2 separate regions of the Mus musculus genome follow, and region 2 is linked to region 1. Evidence: chromatin contacts called from public promoter capture Hi-C data. All regions are on one chromosome and are shown on one strand. Each heading gives the region's core, a stretch centred on a gene start, on an enhancer-like site or on the middle of the called end of the contact. The rest is flanking DNA. Distances are from core to core; before and after follow the strand shown. Region 1 holds the start of Rsph4a (radial spoke head 4 homolog A (Chlamydomonas)). Region 2 holds the start of Nt5dc1 (5'-nucleotidase domain containing 1).

Evidence for each region. Promoter capture Hi-C pulls out the DNA fragments that hold promoters and counts their contacts.
Region 2: a promoter capture Hi-C map of pre-B cells shows a contact between it and region 1. The contact joins the promoter of Nt5dc1 here to the promoter of Rsph4a in region 1. A contact is called at or near these places in 2 of 39 promoter capture datasets (the C10 cell line and pre-B cells), 1 of 484 Hi-C or Micro-C datasets (embryonic stem cells) and 1 of 115 datasets of contacts at active chromatin or transcription factors (bone marrow-derived macrophages).

Annotation. Positions count from the first base shown.
Region 1 is chr10:33,902,455-33,907,395 of GRCm38.p6, forward strand. It overlaps Rsph4a (radial spoke head 4 homolog A (Chlamydomonas)), which reads left to right and starts at 2,657. Exons shown (of 6, transcript NM_001162957.1): 1 at 2,657-3,384. The coding sequence starts at 2,702.
Region 2 is chr10:34,415,771-34,420,711 of GRCm38.p6, forward strand. It overlaps Nt5dc1 (5'-nucleotidase domain containing 1), which reads right to left and starts at 2,781. Exons shown (of 12, transcript NM_176968.5): 1 at 2,591-2,781. The coding sequence starts at 2,683.

The sequences.
Region 1 (4,941 bases), core at 1,407-3,906:
TTGTCTCTAGCTGCATATGTATCAAAAGATGGCCTAGTCGGCCCCACTGGAAAGAGAGGCCCATTGGTCATGCAAACTTTATATGCCCCAGTACAGGGGAACGCCAGGGCCAAGAAGTGGGAGTGGGTGGGTAGGGGAGTGGGGGGGAAAGTATGGGGGACTTTTGAGATAGCATTGGAAATGTAAATGAGGAAAATACCTAATAAAAAATATTAAAAAAGAAAAAAAAGAATTGAATTGGAATTTTGATGGGAATTTGAATTGAATCTGTAGATTGCTTTTGGCAAGATGGCCATTTTTACTATATTAATCCTGCCGATCCATGATTATGGGTGATCTCTCTATCTTCTGAGATCTCCTTCTGTTTCTTTCTTCAGAGACTTGAAATTATTGTCATACAGATCTTTCACCTGCTTGGTTAGAGTCACACCATGATATTTTATATTATTTGTGTCTATTGTGGAAGGTGTCATTTCCCCATTTTCTTTCTCAGTCCATTTATCCTCTGAGTAGAGGAAGGCTCCTGATTTGTTGAGTTAATTTTATATCGAGCCACTTTGCTGAAGTTGTTTATCAGCTGCAGGAGTTCTCTGGTAGAATTTTAGGGGTCACCTATCTTATCATGCACAAATAGTAATATCTTGAATTCTTCCTTTCCAATTTGTATCCTTTTGACCTTTTGTTGTCTAAATGTTCTGGCTAAAACTTTGAGTACTGCTATATTAAATAAATAGGAAGAGAGTGGGCAGCCTTGCCTTGTACCTGATTTTATGAGACTGATTCAAGTATCTCTCCATTTAATTTGATGTTGGCTATTGGTTTGTTGTATATTGCTTTTATTTTGCTTAGGTATGTGTCTTGAAATTTTTATCTTTCCCAAACTTTTAACATGAAGGGTTGCTGTATTTTGTCAAAGGCTTTTTCAGCATCTACTGAGATGATCATGTGATTTTTTTTTTTTTGGTTGAATTTGTCTATATAGTGGATTACATTGAGCATTTTCCTTATATTGAACTATCCCTGCATCCCTGGGGTGAAGCCTACTTGACCATGGTGAATGATTGTTTAATGTGTTCTTGGATTAGATTTGCAATAATGTTATTGAGTATTGTTGCATCAATATCCATAAGGGAAATTGGTCTGAAGTTCTCTTTCTTTGTTGGGTCTTTTTGTGGTTTAGGTACCAGCATAACTGTGGCTTCTTACAACAAATTATGTAGTGTTCCTTCTGTTTCTATTTTGTGGATTAGTTTGAAGAGTATTTGTATAAGGTCTTCTTTGACTTTGGCTAATGAAAGCTTGCTTCTTGAAGAGAAGATGGCAACTCCATGGAAGGCTTGAGGGTTTCCTCAAATATATTTATGATACAGAACTAAGAATTTTGTATCTGAATACTTTTTATTTATACACTTGCATTATGTCAAGGTCATATGACATTGAGCTGAAGAGATAAAGCCAAATAAAGAATTTGTTAGAGATTCGCAATATTATATAAAACTTATAAAGTTAAACTTGTAAATGACACTGAAATTAAGGTCTCAGAAACTTATTGAGGGCACCTATAGGGAAATACAGAAAAACAAATGTGCATTTGCATTTAGAGTCATGCTATAGTGTTGAAGAACTCTTAGAACTTAATTTGAAGCATGATGGACTTTAATTTGATCCATGAATTTAGCTCCTCAGAAAAGAAAAGCAAAGCTGCATATTTTGATAGACTAGGTAATCATTTTGGTATGATTAAAGATCACTGGGCTATAAATGTTTGTCTCTACACCTAACATGCCCATCTTTGGAGCATTTGTGAAGCAGGTAATAGCTACACTCTAGTTTAAGTACTGACAACACTGAAATAAAGAAAGCAAACAGCAGAATAGTATGCCAAGCTCTTCCTTGGGTCTTTGGAAGCAAACATGGGTGTGTTTCCAACAGAAAACTATAGTTTCGAATAAAACTATCTTTAAAAAATGTAGAAGGCTATGGCATCATGTCCTAATAGGGAACGTCCCTGGAATGCAGAGGCCTTTGGTTTCATACTTACCACCCAAATAGTAGGGAAAAGAGAATGAAGAAATGCTGTTTGACTTTATGCATTTATTCTCCCATTCTTTTTATTTAAATATTTTATTTATTTTTATGTATATGAGCACTCTATCTGCATGTACAGTTACATGCTGGAATAGGACATCAGATCACATTATAGATGATTTTGAGCCATTATGTGGTTGCTGGGAGTTGAACTCAGGACCTTGGAAGAGCAGTTAGTGCTCTTAACCGCTGAGCCACACTTTATATACATTACTCATACTTCATATCCATAACCTAGATCAAACTGTCAGACCTTTAAAGACCTCCAACACCGGATCACAGTTCCACCTTTGCTCTCATCTTGCAGGTCTTGGTTCCCAAAACAAAATAAAACAAACAAAACGAAAGGTAGGGTTCGGATTGGCTGAGCTAGGAAGAGGGACAGAGACTTCACCAAATCACAAAACTAGTCCCCTCCCTAAAATCCTAGCAACAGGGCTGTTTGATTTTTACACAGAGACTGCCAGCCTGGGGTTGCTATGGAGACCGGACGCTTGCAACCTGTGGAGGCAGGTTGATTAGGAATTGATTACTTAGAAGATCTCAGCAAAGTCCCGTGTTGTTTCCTTCCATATCGTCACGCTCCGTTCACGTGACTTATTTCTTAACTCCTATGGAAAACTCTACCTCTCTGAAACAAGAAAAGGAAAATCAAGAGCCAGGGGAAGCAGAGAGATTATGGCAAGGAGAGTCAGACGTTTCTCCCCAGGAGCCTGGTCCCCCATCACCTGAGTACCGGGAAGAGGAGCAAAGGACAGACACCGAACCCGCACCCAGAATGAGCCCCTCTTGGAGCCACCAGTCTAGAGTCAGCCTGTCTACGGGAGACCTCACCGCTGGACCAGAAGTGTCATCCTCCCCTCCCCCTCCTCCTCTGCAGTTTCATTCCACTCCTCTCAACACTGAAACTACTCAGGATCCTGTAGCTGCATCACCCACAGAGAAGACCGCTAATGGAATCGCTGACACCGGGACACCTTATTCTGATCCTTGGGAATCATCTTCTGCTGCAAAGCAATCAACTTCTCACTACACAAGCCACGCCGAGGAAAGTACTTTCCCGCAGTCTCAGACACCCCAACCTGACCTCTGTGGGCTAAGGGATGCCAGCAGGAACAAGTCCAAGCACAAAGGGCTGAGATTTGACCTTTTACAAGAGGAAGGCTCAGACAGTAACTGTGACCCAGACCAGCCTGAGGTTGGAGCCAGTGAAGCAGCCCAGAGTATGCTTGAGGTGGCCATTCAGAATGCAAAAGCCTACCTGCTGAGTACCAGCAGCAAGTCTGGCTTAAATCTGTAAGTATCACAGTGGGGGTGGGGTGACAACAAAGGGGGTGGGCAGGAGCAGAGTAAGGTATTTCTGTGAAAATTTGTTGGAGGCAAAAAGAGACTAGAATCTGAAAGGATTTCTTTTGAAAAAGAAAGTTACTGGGTGTGGTGGCAGAGGCTTTTAATTCCAGAACATAGATAGGGAGGTAGAGGCTAATAGGCTATAGGCCCACCTATTTGCACAGCAAGTTACAGGTCACCCAGGGCAACACAGTGGGACCCTGTCTAAATGTAAAAAGTTGGTAGACAGACAGACAGACAAAAAGGAGTAAAAATAAAATACAAAGGTAGTAAATTAGTGAGATAAGTGCATTTGACACGTAAAACTGGGCCCCTGGTAATAATTGTTTTAGGTCTTTGAAGACCCTAGACACATAGGTTGGCTGGTTGGTTGGTTGGTTGGTTGGTTGGTTGGAGGGGTGGGGTTGTTCTTGTTTGTTTGTTTTGTTTATTCTTGGCTTAGAAGAGATTGTAAAGTCATGAAATCTAAGCATGTTCCCAGGATGTTTGTAGATTGTATAATTGCCTATAGTGATAGCGTGCATTCTTGTAACCAATTGAAAACTTGTATAGCTTGATTTTATGTTCATTCCCAGGCCAGTGCTATGGTGACCTTCCATCCTCGTTTTCTTAAGATTGTCCTAAGATTTGAGCACAGAAAGTCCTGCATCTTGTATTCTACAAGAAAGCAGAAAACCTGATTACTTTTAAAACATGCTAGGTCTTTCTTTTAAACATGTGGTAACCAAGTATCCAGGTATGGTCTTGATGTCCATTGCAGCTTTAACATGAGAACTCGTAATAGTGTAGCTTTCTAGAAATTCTTGCTTCTAAACAACTGAACTGTGTGTCTAGGGTTTTCAAAGACCTATAAGTCTGGTGCCTGAGAAATACAGATTGCCTCTTGTGAAAAGTACAATTAATTGGTGAGAGGATAAATGAAGTTCTACTAATTTAGTTGTGAAATGGAAAAGAACAAAATGCTACATTCACCACTTCAGAGGAAGATCACACATCTAATAATATTTGTGCGGCACAAATCGGCCTTGGTGGAGGAAAAATAGAAGGACACAAAGTTCGGTGGTAGAGGAGGGCGTGATGGATCTGAAAGAGTTGGGAAAGGGAAGGTGAATACAGTCAAACACATAAAGTTCTCAAAGAACTAACAAAAATAGTTTTAAGAAGGGGGAAAGTAAATAATTTGATGACTTATCTTTTAGTGTATGTGGGTAGAATGGCAATATGAAATGCATTCTTTGGGGTCCTAAAAACATTGTTACTTTCAAAATATGATGTTGGGGTTGGAGATTGGGATCAGTGGTTAAGAGCACTAGTTGTTCTTGCAGATCAAGATTCAGTAGGCAGCACCCAAGGTATGCACAACTATCTGTCAACTCCAGTTCCAGGGGGTACAGAGATACAATAACTTCTGACCTCCTCAGGAACCAACACGCAAATGTTGCACACACATACAAGGAAATGCATAGAAAAACACTCAAATAGATTAAATAAAATAGATTTGTT
Region 2 (4,941 bases), core at 1,531-4,030, 510 kb after region 1:
TATTTTCTTCATTTAGATTTCAAATGCTATCCCCAAAGCCTCCTATACCCTCCCCCACCCCTGCCCTGCTCCCCAACCCACCCACTCCTGCTTCCTGGCCCTGGCATTCCTCTGTTTCTAATTGTGGTGTTGCTCAGTCTTAGCACAAACCTTTAATCCCTCTGGCTGGAATTCAGATACACCCTAAATACACCCCTTTAATCCCAACAATGAAGGTAAAGTTAGTTTCTAGAAGGAAACATCCAAGTTTGAAAGTGATATCTAATTGAGTGGCAGATAAAGTGATGAATCAACAGAATAGGATATGCCCAACTCGCAGAAGAGAGAGGAAAGGGAAGCTACTTGAAGGGCTGTGCAAAGAGAGAAAGAGAACTGGGAGAGTTTTACAGAGACAGGTTGCAGAGAGAGAACAAGCTAGACACAGGTGAACACAGAACACGTTAGAGAATGAGAAGGAGCCAGCTAAGAACATACTGCCAAAGTTAGTCTGAGGCCAGGCAGGGCATTCAGTTAGAGGCCTAGAGAAAGGCCAGATGGAAGCAGTCGGTTTGGAGAGGAGTTTTGAGCCAGAACAGTTAAGTTGAACCAGCCAGCTAAAGCTCAGAAAGAGCTAGAAAGCAGTAAGTCTCAGAGACTAAACCTTCTAGGCCTCGATAAGATTGTACATAGGCTAGAACCTTCCAAGACTAGGCCTAGACTAGCAGATGAAGCCAACAATGACGTGAGGGGAGCAAAAGCTACTTTTACATACATACACCATACCAAAAAGGGGGAAAAAAAGTGACTGTGTCATCATATTCAGTTAATTCCAACCACATCGTAAATCACTAAGCCCAGTATGCTCAAGACATAGAAAACACTGTTTTCTGTAACTCAGAAGACAGAGGCTCTCGGGGGCTGGGGGTGGGGGAGTCCAAAGAGTAACTAGAATATATAAAGCTTCTGCTGAGCATTTGGAGAAGTAAGGTTTAAAGAAATTGTAAGTGGTGACACAAAAGGCTTCCTAGGAGGGAAGAGAAGGACGGCGGTGGGAGGGTGATTTCATAATTTAAGTACTTAAGATGAGACCCCACATGATGAAGAGACACTGAATGGAAGGGAAGAGACCCTCCCTCCGGGACAGGCAATAGCAAGCCTTGGCAAATACTCCTCTCCCCCATAAGAATGCAAAAGAACTTTACATCGTCTTTCTGGTAACAGGTTGCTAACCACAGAGAGGCTCCTACTTGTGTGTGGTTGATGTGTGTCCCTAACTATGTCCTGGTGTTCAGCACTCGGTGAGACTTAGGATTTCTATACCAAGCATAACCAAGATTCACCAGGGTATCGTTTTCAGCCTTTAATCAGCACTGCGATTCAAAACTTGCAGTAGAGTATCTTCTGAATCTTCTATCCTAAAATGTGTATGCTCACACACGCACAAAACTGGCTTTTTAACATGACAGAGGTTAAACAACATTCTCCATGAACGACAGTGAATACAGATGAAGGGCATAAGATGAACCAGACTGGAATCTGAACGCCGTGGAAGGAAAGAAATTAGCACCCAGAGAACACTCTGAAAGAGTAGCCAAAGGACCAAGACTTAAATGTCTTTAAACTATGAGAAAGGAAATGAGATCTGTGCAACTGGCAAGCAAAACAGAGCCCCAGCAGGGACACACACCTTTTTTTTTTTTTAAAGCATCTGTATGCTTGAAAACACACCGGAGTGATTCAGGAGCCTCATTTTTGATTTTGGAGAATCTGACCAACTGGGGCACTGACAGGACTACACTGACTGTGGTCTGCACTAGTGATGTGGTGGGTGCTAACCGTAATAGCAAACAATCGGCTGCACACTTAATCCTCGAAAGGTTAATTGAGAAGGAACCCAGATTATTTGCCCAGTGTCACAGGGCTAGGCACTTGGTGCCAGGGTCCCGAACCAGGGACTTTGACTGCAGAGTCCTGCTTAGACTTCTCACTGTGATATTCTTAATTCTTTAGTTTCTTGTGAACCCAAAGGGTCAGAGAAAGCAGGGCGATTAAGATGAGGGTATAAGCCTACAAATAAAGCAATCTAATCCCCTCATATTCTGGGTAGATTCTGTTGAGATTACAACTTTATTTAAAACGCACAGATCAAGTAGTACGTGCACAATAAATGCTTGTTTTCTTCTCTTGGTAAAGACAAAAGGAGGTCTAAGATGTTAACGACTTCTCCCAGTGTTTCTCACAATACTATTTATTATACAGTCTCTCCCTGTATGAAATACTTAAACTCTGACAGGTGATTACTTGGGTGTGCAAAAGGAAAGATGCAGCCATGTTTTCTTGAAGTTCAAAACAAGTGGCTGTACCCACTCAGCTGGTGCCCAGAGGAGTTGGAAAAAATAATAGGGCCTGGGATCAACAAATGACACACAAAGCCCCTGACCCCGCTTTTTCAGGGTTCTACAAGTCGGCTTCCCGGCTCGGTCTTGCGCTATCTTCTGCCCCTGGCTTCCTCCTCAAGACCGCAGAACCCCTGAAAGTACACTTCCGCCCAGCGGCCGGGGACCTACGACACTCTACACAGCCGCCTTTAGAGGCTGTCCGTGCCACTCACCCGGGCGCTCTCGGGCAGGTTGTAGCGGCACAGCGTGTGGTCGAGATCGAAGCCGACCACGTCGCAGGCGCCCAGGGAGAAGTGCTGAGCCATGGCAGGGCAGCGGCGGGTAACGCAGACCGGAAGGCCGGTAGAGCATGCGAGAAGTTGCCGGGACTCTACAAGCGTAACTCGCAGGCAGGACGCGGAGCGGGGCGGGGCTTGACGGGGCGGGGCTTGACGGGGCGGAGCTTGGCGGGGCGGAGGCTTATATAAGACAGACGGGCGGGGCGTGGTCTGGTCGGGAGGAGCTAGTCAAGTAGGGCGGGTTCTGAGCACACTCCCGCGTCTCCAAGTCAGTGGCCTGTCTGCCTCCTGGATCGCCCCAGTTTTGCTGGCTGGTTCAGGCCAGTTCCACGGCTTGCTTCCAGCTAGTACAGTGCAGCAGGAGCTAAAATGCTCAACTAGGACCCTGCTAGCCAATGTCCTTAATGTAGCTTAAGGTTTCACAGAATTAGTGGGAATTCTCGTTCATTTTTCAGGCGCCACACTACTAAATGATACCAGTGAAACCTCATCCCTTGAGGCTTGAGTGTGGGAGCAGTGTGTGAGAAAATTATGAGCACAAATAACTGTTGGACCCTGTGATGGTTTGTATATTCTTGGACTAGGGAGTGACACCATTTGGAGGTGTGGCCTTGTTGGAATAGGTGTGACCAGGTTGGAATAGGTGTGTCACTGTGGGCGTGGGCATAAGATCCTCACCCTAGTTGCCTGGAAGTCAGTCTTCCACTAGCAGCCTTTGGATGAAGACATAGAACGCTCAGCTCTGCCTGCACCATGCCTGCCTGGATGCTGCCATGCTCCCACCTTGATGATAATGGACTGAACCTCTGTACCTGTAAGCCAGCCCCAATTAAATGTTGTTTTTTATAAGACTTGCCTTGGTCATGGTGTCTGTTCACAGCAGTAAAACTCTGACTAATACAGACCCCTTTAGCATACAGTTTGGTAAGTGGACTTTGAAAGTTGAATCAACAGCTTTATTACTCTATAGTTTGGTAATAAGACATGAAAGACATTCCTGGCATCATTTCAGCCATTGGAATGCATTAAAAAATATATTACGTATTATGGAAGACCACCTTACCAAAAACACCAAGGCTGGTTGTATTAGTCAGGGTTCTCTAAAGACACAGAACTTATGGAATGAGTTCTCTATATATTAAAGGAATGTATTGTGATGACTTATAGTCTGTAGTTCAACTCACCGAGCATTGGTCAACTGTTAATAGGAATTCGAAGAGTTTGGTAGTTGCTCCGTCCCGTGAGGCTAGTTGTTTGAACTGGTCTTCTGTAGAAGTAGGTCTTGTGAGACTAGGCTGGGGCCTAGCAAACACAGAAGTGGATGCTCACAGTCAGCTATTGGATGGATCACAAAGCCCCCAATGGAGGAGCTAGAGAACATATCCAAGGAGCTAAAGGGATCTACAACCCTATAGGTGGAACAACAATATGAACTAACCAGTACCCCGGAGCTCTTGACTCTAGCTGCATATGTATCAAAAGATGGCCTAGTCGGCCATCACTGGAAAGAGAGGCCTATTGGACACGCAAACTTTATATGCCCCAGTACAGGGGAATGCCAGGGCCCAAAAATGGGAATGGGTGGGTAGGGAAGTGTGTGTGTGTGGGGGGTATGGGGGATAGCATTCTAAATGTAATTGAGGAAAATACGTAGTAATAAAAAATATTAATAAAAAAGAAAAAGAAAAAGAGTGAATCTTCCTTCTTCCAATGTCCCTGGGTAGGCTTCTATGAGAAAGTGTGGCTCAGATTAAAGGTGCATACCACCATGCCTGGATCTAGGACTTGCTTTGTCCCAGGCTGACCTTGAATCCAGATATCACCTTGCCTCAGTCTCCTGGGATTAAAGGCCTGTACTACCTTGCCTGAGCCTAAGCTTTTCACGGTCATCATGTCTCAAGATCTCCATGACAAGAGCCAGATCAGAAACTTGTGTCTTCCAGCCTCAAAATCTGGATCACAGGTGAGCCCTCCAGTTCTGGATTGTAGTTCATTTCGGATATAGTCAAGCTAACAACCAGGAAATAGCCCATTACACTGGTGGTTATTTGATTATCCTGCTTTTAATTGAGTTTTTCTATGAAGACATCAAAAATGTCATTGATGAATGGAATTCATCAAAAAAAAAAAAAAAGTTTTGTACCCAGAACTTTTGTGAGCAGGCAGTACAGAGTGGTAGGAGTGATGATTTGCCTGATTCAGGATTACACTATTTTAGATTCAGAAAACTCAATACAGTTGGGACAAAGGATGTCAGAACCATTTAACTTTCAGCCTCTGCATGT